2 separate regions of the Zea mays genome follow, and region 1 is linked to region 2. Evidence: chromatin contacts called from public Hi-C data. All regions are on one chromosome and are shown on one strand. Each heading gives the region's core, a stretch centred on a gene start, on an enhancer-like site or on the middle of the called end of the contact. The rest is flanking DNA. Distances are from core to core; before and after follow the strand shown.

Region 1 (6,808 bases), core at 2,995-5,494, 440 kb after region 2:
AATTCGCCATGAAGGACCTGGGGCCCCTACACCACTTCCTCGGCATCACCGCCGAACGCCGGCCTCAGGGTCTCTTCCTCCACCAGCGCCAGTACGCCATCGACATCCTGGAGCGGGCTGGCATGTCTGACTGCAAGCCTTGCTCCACGCCTGTCGACACCCAGGCAAAGCTCTCTGAGGACGACGGGCCTCCGGTCGCCGACGCGACGTCCTACCGGAGCCTGACCGGCGCGCTCCAGTACCTCACCTTCTCCAGGCCCGACATCGCATACGCCGTCCAGCAGGTGTGTCTGCATATGCACACCCCGCGGGAGCCCCATCTCACCGCGCTCAAGCGGATTCTACGCTACCTCCGCGGCTCGCTCGACTACGGCCTCCTCCTCCGACCATCCCCGACGTCGGAGCTCGTGGTCTACACCGACGCTGACTGGGCTGGCTGTCCCGACACGCGCCGGTCCACCTCCGGTTACGCCGTGTTCCTGGGCGCCAACCTCGTCTCTTGGGCCGCCAAGCGTCAGCCCGTCGTCTCTCGCTCCAGCGCTGAGGCCGAGTACCGTGCCGTGGCCAACGGCGTGGCAGAGGCCTCCTGGCTGCGCCAGCTCCTCCACGAGCTCCACAGTCCCCTCCAGCGTGCCACCCTCGTCTACTGCGACAACGTCAGCGCGGTCTACCTCTCCACCAACCCCGTGCAGCATCAGCGCACGAAACACGTGGAGATCGACCTGCACTTCGTCCGCGAACGTGTCGCTGCCGGTGACGTTCGGGTTCTCAGCGTCCCCACCACGCTGCAGTTCGCCGACATCTTCACCAAGGGGTTACCGTCGAGTGTATTTTTAGACTTTCGATCCAGTCTCAACATCTGTACAGGATAGAGTTGTGACTGCGGGGGGGTGTTAGAATACCCGTTTAGGGTTTGGAGTCTTCCTCGTGTAATGACCTTCTCACCCCTCTGTAATGGGCCTGGCCCAGTTCACTCAGTCTATTAATATATCACCCAACCCCTGTTAGGGTTATGGGTTCACATTCCAATACTTAGTATAGACATAAGTCATCAATAAAAAAATATCTCATGCTCTACAAACTTTTGTTGGTTTTTTTAATATTGTTATTACTATTATATTATATTGTATACAAGCTGCAATTTAAAAGACATCAAGTCTCGATTGTTGTTACACAAGAAACATGAATATAATTGGGCATATCTTGGCCGTACGTATCATGACAAATATAAAAACATTCGAGTTCAAAAACAACACAATACCAAGAACTAGAAAAGTGAATTCCAAATCTTCATTTTGTTTATAGTAAACCTACTGGCAACTGGTTGTAAGTTCATATATTTCGAAAATGTTTTGCAGAAAGAACGTGAGCTCTATGAATACATTATTAACGAGGGAAAGGTTATCCATAAGCAATCTGGAGAACCACTTGATACAAGCAAGGGTCCTAAAGATGCTTATTGGATTTTTGTCATGAGCACAGCAAGAAGACTTTATGCTGGCAAGGTAGATTGTCTACTTTTACAAGGACTTCCATGCGCACATTGCTAAGAAATAGTCTTTAATCATATTGTTTTAGCTTATGATTTGGATCTCTATATATCTATGTAACCTAATTTATTCATCCAGAAGGAGAAAGGTGTATTTCAACACTCCAGCTTTCTGTCAGGAGGTGCAACCATAGCGGCTGGGAAGTTTACTGTAAAAGCTGGAGTAATCAAGGTAGTATTGTTCTACAATAATGCCCTATGAAAACTGGTATTTTATTGTGATATAATTAATTCTTGGTTCAAGAAACTTTACTGCTATCATATTGTTATATGTAACATAGTGCTATCCGCCCTCCCTCCCATCCTAGTATTTCTTTCCTAGTTATTCCTTGATTTCACATCTATTTATACATTTTCTAGGTTATATGCAATATTTACCTAAGTTTAGTGAATTTTCTAAAAATACATGATGTGATTTCTAGAGTTAGAATAGCATAAAGATATGTGGGTATATTTCTTACTGTACTTTTTGATTAGCTACTTATCAAGCTAATGAACAATAGAACATCTGCATTTTTTTCCCTATTTCCTTTTCGGCCAGGAGAAAATGATAATATTATTTTTCATATTTTCCTTGTCCTTGTGTTTATTTACATGTCCAATTCTGATTATTTTTACTATCTTATCTTGATCAGTCTATCTGGGCATATAGTGGTCACTACAAACCAAGCACAGAGGATCTCAATAATTTCATGAAATTTCTAGAAGAAAATGGAGTTAATCTCAAAGAAATTGAGGTACACCAATGCAACCATAACTTTGACTTACCTATACATGTCCGCCTAGATGGTTTTATTATATATATGGTGCTGATTTTGGTTATTCAGATGCGACCATTCAAGAAAGGAGACTACCATAATGATTCAATGCCTAATGAAACACAAAACATCATTGTTGGTACCAATCCTCCACAATTGATTCTCTCTTCAGACACAAAGGAAGGCGATGAAGGAAAGGATGCTCCAATAGAACGAGCAAAGGTAACATATCATAGAACCTTATCAGGTGGTCTGCACAACCCCAAAGGCACTGATGTCCCCCAGAAGGCAATTCTTGAGAGGATTAAATCCAAGAGTGAGACTGAATCTTATCAGCTTGGCCTCAAGTTATCCCTCAAATGGAGCACTGGAGCTGGGCCCAGAATTGGATGTGTGAAGGATTATCCAACAAAGCTTAGAATGCAAGCTCTTGAAATGGTACACTTGTTAACAGGGGCATCAACGATACCACATTCATCGTTGCTCGCAGAAGCTCAAGAATGTCACGACCCAGATAGGAGGCTAGAAGATCTTGTGAAACGTGCACAGGCCAACTAATGCACTTGATAACATGAAACCTATGCAGTTCGGCTATTGGATAATTGTAGTGGTAATGTTGCATTGTCATTGTGTTGTGTACTGAAAAACTTATGTTGTTAGCTTGTTCGGTTCTTTTCCTTTTTAGTGTGGCGAAGTCCACCAAATATGACAACTTATCAATTTAGGACCCAATTGGAATGCAGGGTTTCTTCATAATCCTGTACTTTTCTTGTGAAAATTGAACTGATTTCTATGAAATTCTTGTATGATTTCATAAAATTTATTGCATTCCAAATATGTTGTCAAGTTGTAGCAAAAATAGTTTTAGTGCAGAACTCACTTGATAGTGTGCTTGATACTACAGTCAGACAAGATCACCATAAGTATATGCTAAAGATATGACTAATTTTAGGGAGAACAAAAGTGTTGACAGCAAAGCTTGTTCTACAGCAAAGCTTGATACTATATCCTTTTGTAATTGGAAAAGTTGTCAGGTCTCATAATTGAGCAGTCTTACTATTAATCTATTATAATCAGGGACACGTGAGCCTTGATGTTATTTCTCATGAACTAATTATACATTTTCTTTGAGACAACTCCTTAACATTCTCGCTAAAACTGAAACATCCGTCCATCATTTTGGTGGACTCAGGATTCATGTCTAAACTATCCACTTTTCTTTACTGAAATAACTTAAACTAACCACATAGGCCTAAACTTTGCGTTGTGAATAATAAAGTAACCATAAATTTACCTTGCCATTATTAAAAAAGATAACTTAGAACCTCAACTTTCACGCCAATTATCTCTTCATGACCCCATTTATGAATAAATTAGCCTCGAAGTTGTCCAGAGTAAAATTGTGTAGTTTGATCATGTGCGGGCGGAGATAGCGCTGGGGGTTTTCTCGGGCTAGTTTGGTAACTCCATTTTCCCAAGGGATTTCTATTTTCCCAAGGGAAAATAGAACTAATTTCCCTTGGAAAATTGAAAATCCCTTGGAAAAATGGTGTTCCCAAACTAGTCCTAAATTAAAATAGCTCGGGGGCGTCTATCCCGCAACCCGAGTTTTTTTTTTATCGAATTTTCTAGGGAAAAACTAATATTTATGTCACAAAATTAATATAGTGAGATAGAAAACTAATCATGCCTGCATCATTATGTTTCTTAGGTATCGTATCTTTTTTTTTTTTTTTGAGAAACTCTTAGGTATCATATACGGGGTATATCTGATCCTTACCATTCGACACGAGAAACCAAACATTGCGATCGGGAGGCGAAAATTAATGGGTTGGGCCGGGCTCAGCAATGGCGTTTCAGGCTGAGACCAGCCCAACAAGGATGAGGCCTACTAGTACGTTGCTGGGCTTGCTCTTTGGGGGGGTCACGTTAAGGCGGCAACTGAATTCTGGTTACCCTACAGGCTACAGGCTACAGGGAAAGGAAGATGCAATCACGGTGTAGTATATGGCTTTGGATCTGCGTCTGCGTCTGCGTCTTTCGTCCCTGCGTCAACGGTAGAACACCGACTCGCATGCATTTTATGTCACGTCACGTAGCACGATCATTGTAACTGCAGTTCCCGAGCCCTTTATGCAGCACTTTACTCCTTTATACCCAGCTGGTATGTGGTCTTTTGCAGTATGCAGCAGCCAGCATCTTTAGTTACAGTACTTCTTTACATCTTTGGTGAATCCATGCTCCTCATCTTTTTCCTTTTACGTAGTAGAGAGCCTGAGCAGACCAGGTAAGGCTATCTCCAGCAGATTCCTTATCACATTCCCCATCTCATCTCCTATTTCAAACTTCACTCTGCAAACAGTGTTAAACAGTCTCGCGTCCCCTATTTTACCCAGTCTACCGGAGACCATCTAAAGGTGTCTCAGCGATCGGTCGGTCGACGACGCGCCACAGCCCACGCCTCCGGCCAGACGGACTCATTGCTGCCCCGGCAGCCCAGCACCTCGTATCATTAGTGTCACACCCGGATTTAGGGGCAAACCCGGGCGCGAATCAAATGCGTGACGGGATCAAGTCTCACACATATGATGACTCATGGTACAGAAATCAATGTCATATCTTTATTACTTAATAGAAATTCTGTACAAAATAACTAAAAGATATTACACCATATGGCGACGACGATCCTCCACAATCCCTAGTTGACTGGGAGACGATGGCCTAGATCTCTCCAAACTCATCTTCATCAGAGTCTTCCTCCACTTCTGGATGCACCTGTTCTTAACCTGGGGAGTTTAGCAAGGGTGAGCTCCCATACGGTCATCGCTCAACAAGTTGTGGGAAATAGTGTAGTGTAAGGCTTACCAAAGAGAATGATTAAGGCTGAGCATTGCTTTTAATAAGTTGGTCAAAATTTTATTAGCAGTTACTAAGTATAAGTATATACCATCCCAGTTAAATAATTGATCACAATTAGTAATAAATCCCACAATGCAATGCAATGCATGTCAAATTGAGTTTAGTTCCATAATTTACTCATGTGAGGGTCCGAGCCGCTCTTGACCGTGAGCATGGCTGATATACCAGTTTTATACTCTGCAGAGGTTGCACATCTTAACCCACAAGTCGTGTTACCCATTTGCCACGGGGTCATGAATCCCATACATCTCTACCGAGGAGACGAGGCAGGGTATCACTACGAGGCCTTTACAAAGTTCCACTAGCTTCAGAAAACCCGCTACAGTTTCATGAGAAGAGCGATACAGGAATCCCTCGTCCAAAAAGCCATCGCAGCATGATTGACCCGAGAACCTCCCTATACCGGCAACTCCTCTACCGCCCTTGCCCCTTTCGGGTAAGGTAGTCCTCCACTAGCTTTCCTAATTAGTTAGCCAAGGGCGTCCCATTCCACCCCTATGGTAGCACTGTTTTCTCGGGTGGTTCTCCATGTTCCAGTTAACAAAATGATCTTATCATGAACAATAATAGATAACCAACAATAATAAATCATATTGGAACATGGTCATGAATCATAGTATCATTAGCCCAAAAACCAGGTAGAGCACTAGCAAGACTACCCAATAATTCATTTGTACACAAGGTGCAGGGTAAACAAATCTAGGTAACCTATTAGGTCCCATCAGCTTAACCTAACAGTGTCACGGTGATTAAGAATAATGAACATTATTAGGTTAAAGAATGTGATCAAGGACACAACTTGCCTTTTTGGTGCAAACTCCAGGTACTTCTCCAATTTGATCTTCAGGTTCCTTGTCGTAACCTCGCTTCTATCGTAGCAAAACATATATATAGGCAAACAATGAACAAAAATAACATTACATCAAACATGAGAACAAACTGCATAAGAATATTCTACGCGTCGAGACGAGACCGTGGGTTCGAGAACCACTAAAATCGGAGCTAAAACGTGGAAGATGTAAATTAAACAAGTTTTAGCAATTATTTTCATACTAAAAATTGATTTATATATTCAATTTACCAATATTTAATTACTGTTGGACGACTAGATATATTTTTAAATAAGTTCAGGGTGTATTCTGTAAATTCCGGGACCTAGATTCTATTCCCATTCGAAACAGGGGGAGGATGAGTCGTAAGGGGAAAAAGAAAAAATGGCGCTCGGTCCCCTGGGCCGGTTCTTCTTCCTCCAGCGCCCTTCCCTCCCCTTCGCTTGGTTCGCAGTGTCGTGTGGCGCGGTCTCCTGCTGTTGGGCCGCTTCCTTCGTGCCTCTCCTTGGCCCAGGGATACAGTATCCCGGCTCAGGCGCCGAAGCGGTCCCTGGATTGGCGTCCTTCTTGGATCGGATGGAATCAAGGCGTCACGCCGCTCCCTTCTCGCCTGCTTCCCCTCACGCGTGAGTCGTCTCGTTCGCTGTCTTCTCCGCCCGTAAACCCCTCTCCATCGTTAGGGTTTCCTCCGGATTTTGTTGGTGCGTATTCTTTTCCTCACTGCGCCGCCTTTCTCTCGCACCTCTGGTCTC
Region 2 (7,527 bases), core at 1,001-3,500:
GTCGCCTAGAGGGGGTGAATAGGCGAAACCTAAAAATTACAAACTTTGAACACAAACTTGATCTGAGGTTAGGGTTAGAACGAGAATAAGTATAATCAGAGTGCGGAAGAATGTTCGTCTTGCCAAGAATTGCTCAATCAATACGGATAACTTTGGGAGCCAACTCAAAAATGATCACGGGCAAGAGAACTAGAGAGAGGGTAGATAGAAGAAGCAAATCGCAAAGTATTGATTGACACAAATGAACACGGCGATTTGTTTCCCAAGGTTCCACCCCGAAGGATGTACGTCCCCATTGAGGAGGTCACAAAGACCGGGTCTCTTTCAACCCTTCCCTCTCTCAACCAGTCACGAAGACCGGTTGAGCTTTTGCTTCACTATCTCGGGGACACCAAGTCCCGCAAGGGCCTCCACACGAAGTTCCGGAGCCTCTTGCCTCACTTTACAATTGAGAGAATAAGAGCGAGAGAAAGAGAGAACAATCAAAGCTCAAATGATCACAAGACCTTGCAATACTCAAATGCTCTAGCCGCTAAGTCACTCAAACTCAAAATGATCAAATGCGGCGCGGGAATTGCGAATACTTGGAGATGTTGCACTTGAAGTATGGAAGGTGGGAGTAGGTCTTGTGTATTGAATGAGCTGGTTGGGGGGTATTTATAGCCCCCAACCACTCAAATGGCCGTTGGAGAGAAAGCCATAACTTTCTGTCGGGTGGTGCACCGGACACTCTACAGTGTATGTCCGGTGCACACCGGACAGTGCACAGTGCTGCTGTCAGAAGCCGTTCTGACAGCAGGAAGCCGTTCTGGTCGCTTGCAGGTGTCCGTTACAGCTCTCGTCAGACTGTCCGGTGCACACCGGACAGTCCGGTGCCCTCTGCTGAAGATTTTCCCGAAGGTGAGAAGTTCGGTTGGCTGTTGCTATAATTCCCACCGGACAGTCCGGTGAACACTGGACAGTCCGATGCTTTCCTCAGCGCAGGAGACTTCTCGGGCTTTCTTCTGATCTGTTTTTGGGCACCCACCGGACAGTCCGGTGCCCCTCTGTCAGGACTCCAAAATCCATCTTTTCTTCTAGGCTTCTTCAATTTAATTTGGCCTTCTTTGAGGATGATCTTAGGACTTAGACAATCATATTTGCTGACTGTCCAACTGGTCTAAGTCCCAATTCTTGAACTCTTTCTTTTCTCCAACTTGTGACTTTGATTTTGCTCAAACTAGCTCCAAAAGGTTGATTCTTCGAAATTGAGCTTTCCAACCAGTCTTGATGTATCAAATAGGTTCTTAGGGTATGTGTAACTTATCCAAGGTGTGAAACTGGATGATCTTTATGTTTTCCAAGATTTACCCCTCTAAGGTTGGTTTTGAGCTATTTCTGACTTAGAACTGAGTTGAGTGGACTTATGCATCTGTGAATCAAAGACTAGACAAACCAGTTAGTCCATTTGGTTGTGATGGTCATCAAGCACCAAAATCATTCATAGAAAATGGTTAAGGCCATTTTCCTTTCACTATTTATATGACAAAAACTCTCTCCGCTCCAAAAAAAAACAAGCCAAACAATGTCGGGTTTAATGGAATATATACTCATGATGTATAATAAACATTATTAGATTAATATAAAATATAACTTTATAATAAACTTAGAGTAAATTGTACCGTAGGTACTTAAACTATTGTGTGGTTCCCAAATAAGTATTCCAACTAAAAAACCTACCAGCTAGGTACTTAAACTATTGTGTGGTTCCCAGATGGGTACTCCAACTAAAAACCTACCAGATGGGTACAACTAAAAAAACCTATTAGCCCCGGTGCAATATAAAGATAAAATGGTGATACTATTTTTTTAATCTACTCCAATTTAGGATTGTTTGACTCCTTGGAAAACGAGACTTTCTTTATTTTTGAGACAGAGGGAGTAGTAATAAATTTTGTTTAAAAGGACTGTCTGCCTTGGCATGCCGCCATACCCTAGTGGCAATACTTGAGGATATTAAGTGCTAATAACTAATATGAAACTATGGATTAGACAAAAAAAAAGATAGACGGTCCATACTGATTTTGATGTATTGTAAAATCAATAATTCCAGCTGACATTTATATAGCCGGATATATTAATTCCAGCTGACATTAAAAAAATAATTCCAGCTGTTTTCTTTCCATTTTTCGGTTTGGGCCCAGGTCCAACAGAAGGTGCAAAGCAACGAGCGGTCCAGCAAGATCGCTCAAGTCAAGGAAATCATGTACGAGGGCCTGCCAATCGCTGAAGCTGCTAAATCCGTTTCGGGCCAGAGCATGTGCACTCCAGATCCAGACGTCTGACTCCTGTGCGATTTTTTTACATAGAAAAAAATTCATAGTTTTTTTATACATAAAATATTGTAACCACTTAATATAAATTTGGTAAAACTTAAAAATAATTTGACTTAAAGTTGGTTCTAACAATTAATTTATTTCGTGACGGATGGAGTAATATGAAATTATGGATTAAATAAAGTCGTACATAGTTGTCGATTGGTCTCAACATATCTAAGACTAATAAAATTGTTTTTTTCCCAAAAAAAAATGCAGGTGATGTATGGCAATGGTACCGCAGTGGTTCAGCTCGAACATCGAAAGAAAAGTTGGCCCAACTACACTCTGAAGGCCCTGTTGTTCGCTTGCGCCATGTTGTTTTCCGCATACATGAATCTTTCTTCACTAACATCAATCACCATCAAGATACTGTTTGTGGTTGATATTATTGTCTTCTTCATCATCAATGGAGTACTCTACATAAATCCGCCTGATTGGGGCAATGCCTTGGTCTGCATCTCATGCCTCCTCCTACAAGTGGCATTGTGCCTTCTGACTGTCCCATTCAACGGATGCTACGCCTTCGCCATCTTCCTCGTGGTGTGCCTGATCCTTGTTGTCACTCTCCTTCAACCAAAGTTTCAGCATTCAGTAAAGAAGTATGTGCTGCCCACCTTCACCACCAATGATGGCAATACACAAGGCGACATCGGCGATCAAGAGAATCATTACTTGAACCATTTATTCGACATATCAAACGGCATTGCCACTTGTGGTGGCCTGGTAACCGGGATCATGGGATACGACTCCTACATGGTACGGCCGGTCACCGCAGCTGGCTGGCTTCATCTTCTTCTCCACTGTACTTCTCGGACTCTATCTGATGATGGTCATAGCAATGAGAGCTGTGTCCCCACTCCATGCCGCCTGCCTCGCCATCGTGCTGAAGGTTCTCCTCCTGCTCACTATCGTTACCGCCTCAATCTCATTTGTTCACCACTCAGTGACCACTCCAAAAGTTGCAAACTAGACTCCAATCACAGAAAGAACCTTGTCATGTTGTGACTTCTGAGAATGAAACCAAAAGTGCGGCTCCAATACTAACGCAGGCGCCTCGTTGGATCTAGGAAGGTAAATTTTTTTTTTTAAAAAAAATCCTTGTATGTATCTGAGTATCATGTGCTATATGATGCTCCTGTTGTGCATTTTTTTAAATAATGTATTTTTACTGCTTCAAAGACAGAAATACCGTTGAAAATACAAATCACAAGAATTTGTCAGAATTCTCCATTTTTTTTGTTAGCTGAACTGTGAGTAATGAGTGCTACATCTTTACAGGCTGACTGTCATGGTTTGGAATGTATTCTGGAATAGTTCCAGTCCCTATCTAGCTGGTTGTTAAGAAATATTTTGCCTAATCAAATCCAGTAACTCAGACTTAATATATGAAGCAAGTTTTAAGTAGTAGATAAACAGGAAGGGTGTGCCAAACTGCCAATCACCTGGCTATAACTAATCGGTGTGCTTCCACCGGTGGTCTCCCCTTGCTCCCATGGAGGCAGCGATGCAAGGATCCAATAAACTCTACAGCATGTATATTGCAAATAAGAAGAAAACAAAGACAATTCTTGTATTTGAGAATCATTCAAATCCAGTGAGCAATATCAATGGCAGCATTGCATCTTCTAGTTAGAATTGAACAGTTATTCCTGACTAAGTGACAAATTTTAGTAGTTTTAAAGAAGCATTGCTAGAAGAGCAATACTGTAGAAATGTTAATGTCAAATTCCTTTGTTCTTGCTCTCCTCAGTATTTCCCTATATTGTAGAATAAGCTAGTCACAAGTGTGCAATAAAGAAGATTTACTGAATCATAATTTAGTTCAACATAATTTCGCATCAAACTGCTGAACACATCATACAAGCTGAGTTAAATCAGCTAACCATAGTTTTTTTTTTAATTTCAAAGCCTTGTAAAGATAACCAATGTGAATCTGTGTGGTATTACATTCAGAACCCTAGTTCTGAATTTTGACAAGGTTACAAACCGGCTATGATATCAACCAAAAAAAAATACACAATAATATTTGGTCATGTCATGTGAAGGTGAGGCTGAATAAATGTTTTCTCAAATCAAACAAGCCTATAAGATTACCGATCTCATTTGACTTGATTATAACAACTTTAATTGAATTATCATATAGTGCATGATTTTTTTCATTGGCACAACCTGCCAGAAGTAAAATTACCTACTCAATTCAAGAAGGAATAAAAAAATTACTTAGTTTCGAGACAGAAGGGTAAAGAGCAAAATACTTGATTGTTGCCCTTGTGGTGAATATCGAGATTTCTATTCTGTGTTCGCAGCCATGCCGCTTAATTACTCGATTATAAGTTGTGACAACACTCCATGGTGGTGGTGGCATAACCTGATGGAGGGGAGTTGCTTATCAGACATGATATACTATGTTGGAAACCTATGGCACTAACCATCAGAGATCAATGGCAGGGATGAAAACTTAAGGAGCAGAAAAACATCTTAATCTTACAAATGTAGCTTTAATGGTACTATTAAAAAAATGCAGTATTAGACTCAAAATATCCATGTCGTATATTGTTATGTGTTGTATCGAACACATGCTTCTTCAGAATTGATGCAGTAATCCAAAGGAGCAAGAAAATGAAACTTTAACAGAGCTGCAGACCTTATTGCGCATAGCTCTGTTGAAAATGGAACTTAACACACGCAGGGTGGCTGAGGTGAAGTTAACACATGCAAGTGACATTGTGTTGGGCCCAGGTGAGCCTCAGATAACGGTATCAAGTCGCCTAGTCAATACTAATGTAAGGGGACTGGTGGGACAACTAATCGAACCTAGTTGGTAGTCTAGTCCTGCCTTCATGCCATCGTACAAGGGTGTATGTGCTATATGTAGTATAGCTGTATGAAGCTGTATGTGCTACATGTAGTATACCTGTATGAAGCTGTATGTGCTATACATAGCATTCATCACCATTAAAAAGAAAGCAAGCAGTGAAGCATGAGCTCGTAATGAAGCAATCAATTAGTGTCGTAGTGTGAGCAGAAGCAGAGCATCACGCAGCGACGAGAGCAAGAGCAAGCCAGTAAGCCAGTTGTGAATAGATTAATAACTGAAACAAATGGGACTAACTGGCAGCCCAATATCGTACGTCAACCGGCAGCTCAACCCAACGTGCAGGTCGACTGATCTCGATAAGTCGACTGCTAGTCAGACGACTAGGATCCTAGAAACCTAGTCGAGCTAATCGGGTGGGTGGGATGGGACCGGTAAGTATGACTGCTAATCGCCATTAGTCGGGCGACTGGATCTCAAGCAAAGCAATCTTACCTGCTGTTGCTTCCCACTCGCAGGTCCCAGCAGCACGAACTGGTTCATTGCCCTTGTTGATGGCGGAATGGCGGCGATGGGGTTGCTCCTCCTCACTTGACCCTCGCTAGTCCCGCGCCTGGCGCAAATCAGATGGTCGAAGATATGATGACGAGGACTGTCAGAAGTACAGATCATGGGCAGTGGCGGAGGACACACAAAATTTGAGGTGTGGCCCAATATATATATATATATATATATATATATATATATATATATATATATATATATATATATATATATATATATATATATATATATATATATATATATATATATACTTTCTAGTTTACAATAAATAATTTAAAATGAAGCAACAATTCAAAGTATTTTGTAGCAAACAAATATAAATAAAGACATTGAGGGATACCTTAATAAAAGTACGAAGATGAATTCATCATTGCTGCATTCTCTTATGTGTGAAGTATGTCCAAGAAACTAGGCAGTATTCTGGCATTCGTTGGAACACATACGTTGCATCCATATCGCACTATGTTCCATGACATGAATTCCTGGTCACATTGCATCGAACAGCTTGCGAGCTAGGGTGATGTCCCCGCTCTGGATAGTGGACATGAGCAGGTAAAAGGTAATCATGCATTCGACGCCAGTGTTCCATGCGCCATTTCATCAAACACCCTTCGAGCATCAACCACCCGCCCAGCATGCGTGTAGCCCAATAGTAGGATGGTGCTTGTGCTTGTGCGCAAGTTGCTGCCGGCGCTCGACGAACGATAGTTGATGGGACAAGCCAAAGGCTCAGTAGTAAACTAGTAATGGCGCCTAGCCAGAGTGGAGAAAGGCTGTAGGCGTGGTCACGTGAAGCAGAGCATATGAGAAGCGGCGGGGAAGTGAACAGCCCAAGGCGACCTGGTGATGGAAGGCGGCGAAGGCTGAGCAGAGTGCAGAGCGGTGCGGTGCTCTTCTAGTTCTGAGCTGGCCCAAGGTATGGCGTGGGCCATACCTGGCCATACCGGGTCCTCCGCCCCTGATCATGGGCAGCATGCAGGGGTAGAAATCCCCGCTCTGGTGGTGTCGCCGTCGCGGCGCTGCTGGTGGGACTCGTCGCAGAGGAATTCGAAGGTGGGGAGGAAGAGCGGACCTGGGAGGGTAGCGAGGGGAGAGACATCGGAGCAGATAGAAACGCGGAATGGTTGGGGGTGGAGGCGAGGAAGAAGGGGTTTTTTTTTTCGAGGAAGAAGGCTCGCAGGGGAAGGGGAAGGGGACGAGATCCTCTGCAGTAACTTCGTGGGACGTAGCTCCCCGGAGTCGCTGCCGCATGGGGGCAGGCGCGGCCGCGCGGGCACAGGCACAGTGACCCTGCCCGTGGCTACGTCCCGGAAAGTTACTGCAGACGAGCTATTCCCAAGGGGAAGGTGGAGGAGAAAGAAGATTGTTGGAGATGCTGAAAGCTTGAAGGGTGTGTTGTGTTTGGGCAGGCTTTGCTTTGCGGATTGAGGAGGTTTTTGGGCGTTGAGAATATATTATTGGGCTTAAGTCTTGTTTAGTTTCACGTCTAAAAACATTTTATCTATCACATCGAATGTTGCGGTATATATATGGATAAATATAGACAAAATAAATAACTAATTACACAGTTTATGTGTAAACTGCTAGATGAATCTTTTAAGTCTAATTAGTTCATAATTTGACACTAAAATGCTACGGTAACACTTTTGCTAATAATAAATTAATTAGTCTTAATAAATTCATCTTACAGCTGTAGCTATTTTTTTATTGGATCGACGACTCCAGTTTCTCCGTCGATCAACACATCCACCACAATCAATTCAGTGGGCCCTCTCAAAAAAAAAAAAAAAT

Evidence for each region. Hi-C and Micro-C count contacts between places; a contact is called where the count stands out from the background.
Region 1: a Hi-C map of tassel shows a contact between it and region 2, with 2.4 times the contacts expected there. The contact joins two enhancer-like sites. A contact is called at or near these places in 3 of 25 Hi-C or Micro-C datasets (ear, endosperm and tassel).

What each region holds. Positions count from the first base shown.
Region 1 is chr6:19,281,162-19,287,969 of Zm-B73-REFERENCE-NAM-5.0, forward strand. It overlaps LOC100273114 (putative calmodulin-binding family protein), which reads left to right. Exons shown (of 9, transcript NM_001147563.1): 6 at 1,359-1,505; 7 at 1,629-1,721; 8 at 2,185-2,286; 9 at 2,377-3,081. The coding sequence ends at 2,865. Among protein-coding and RNA genes, the nearest start is that of LOC100273114, 11 kb to the left of the region's middle. Within about 2 kb of position 4,245, at least 15 of the 20 cell types and tissues checked have an H3K27ac peak or open chromatin away from gene starts, as enhancers often do. A contact at or near this core is called in ear and tassel, where this site is marked.
Region 2 is chr6:18,841,236-18,848,762 of Zm-B73-REFERENCE-NAM-5.0, forward strand. No RefSeq gene overlaps it. Among protein-coding and RNA genes, the nearest start is that of LOC103629050, 4.3 kb to the right of the region's middle. Within about 2 kb of position 2,251, at least 12 of the 20 cell types and tissues checked have an H3K27ac peak or open chromatin away from gene starts, as enhancers often do. A contact at or near this core is called in ear and tassel, where this site is marked.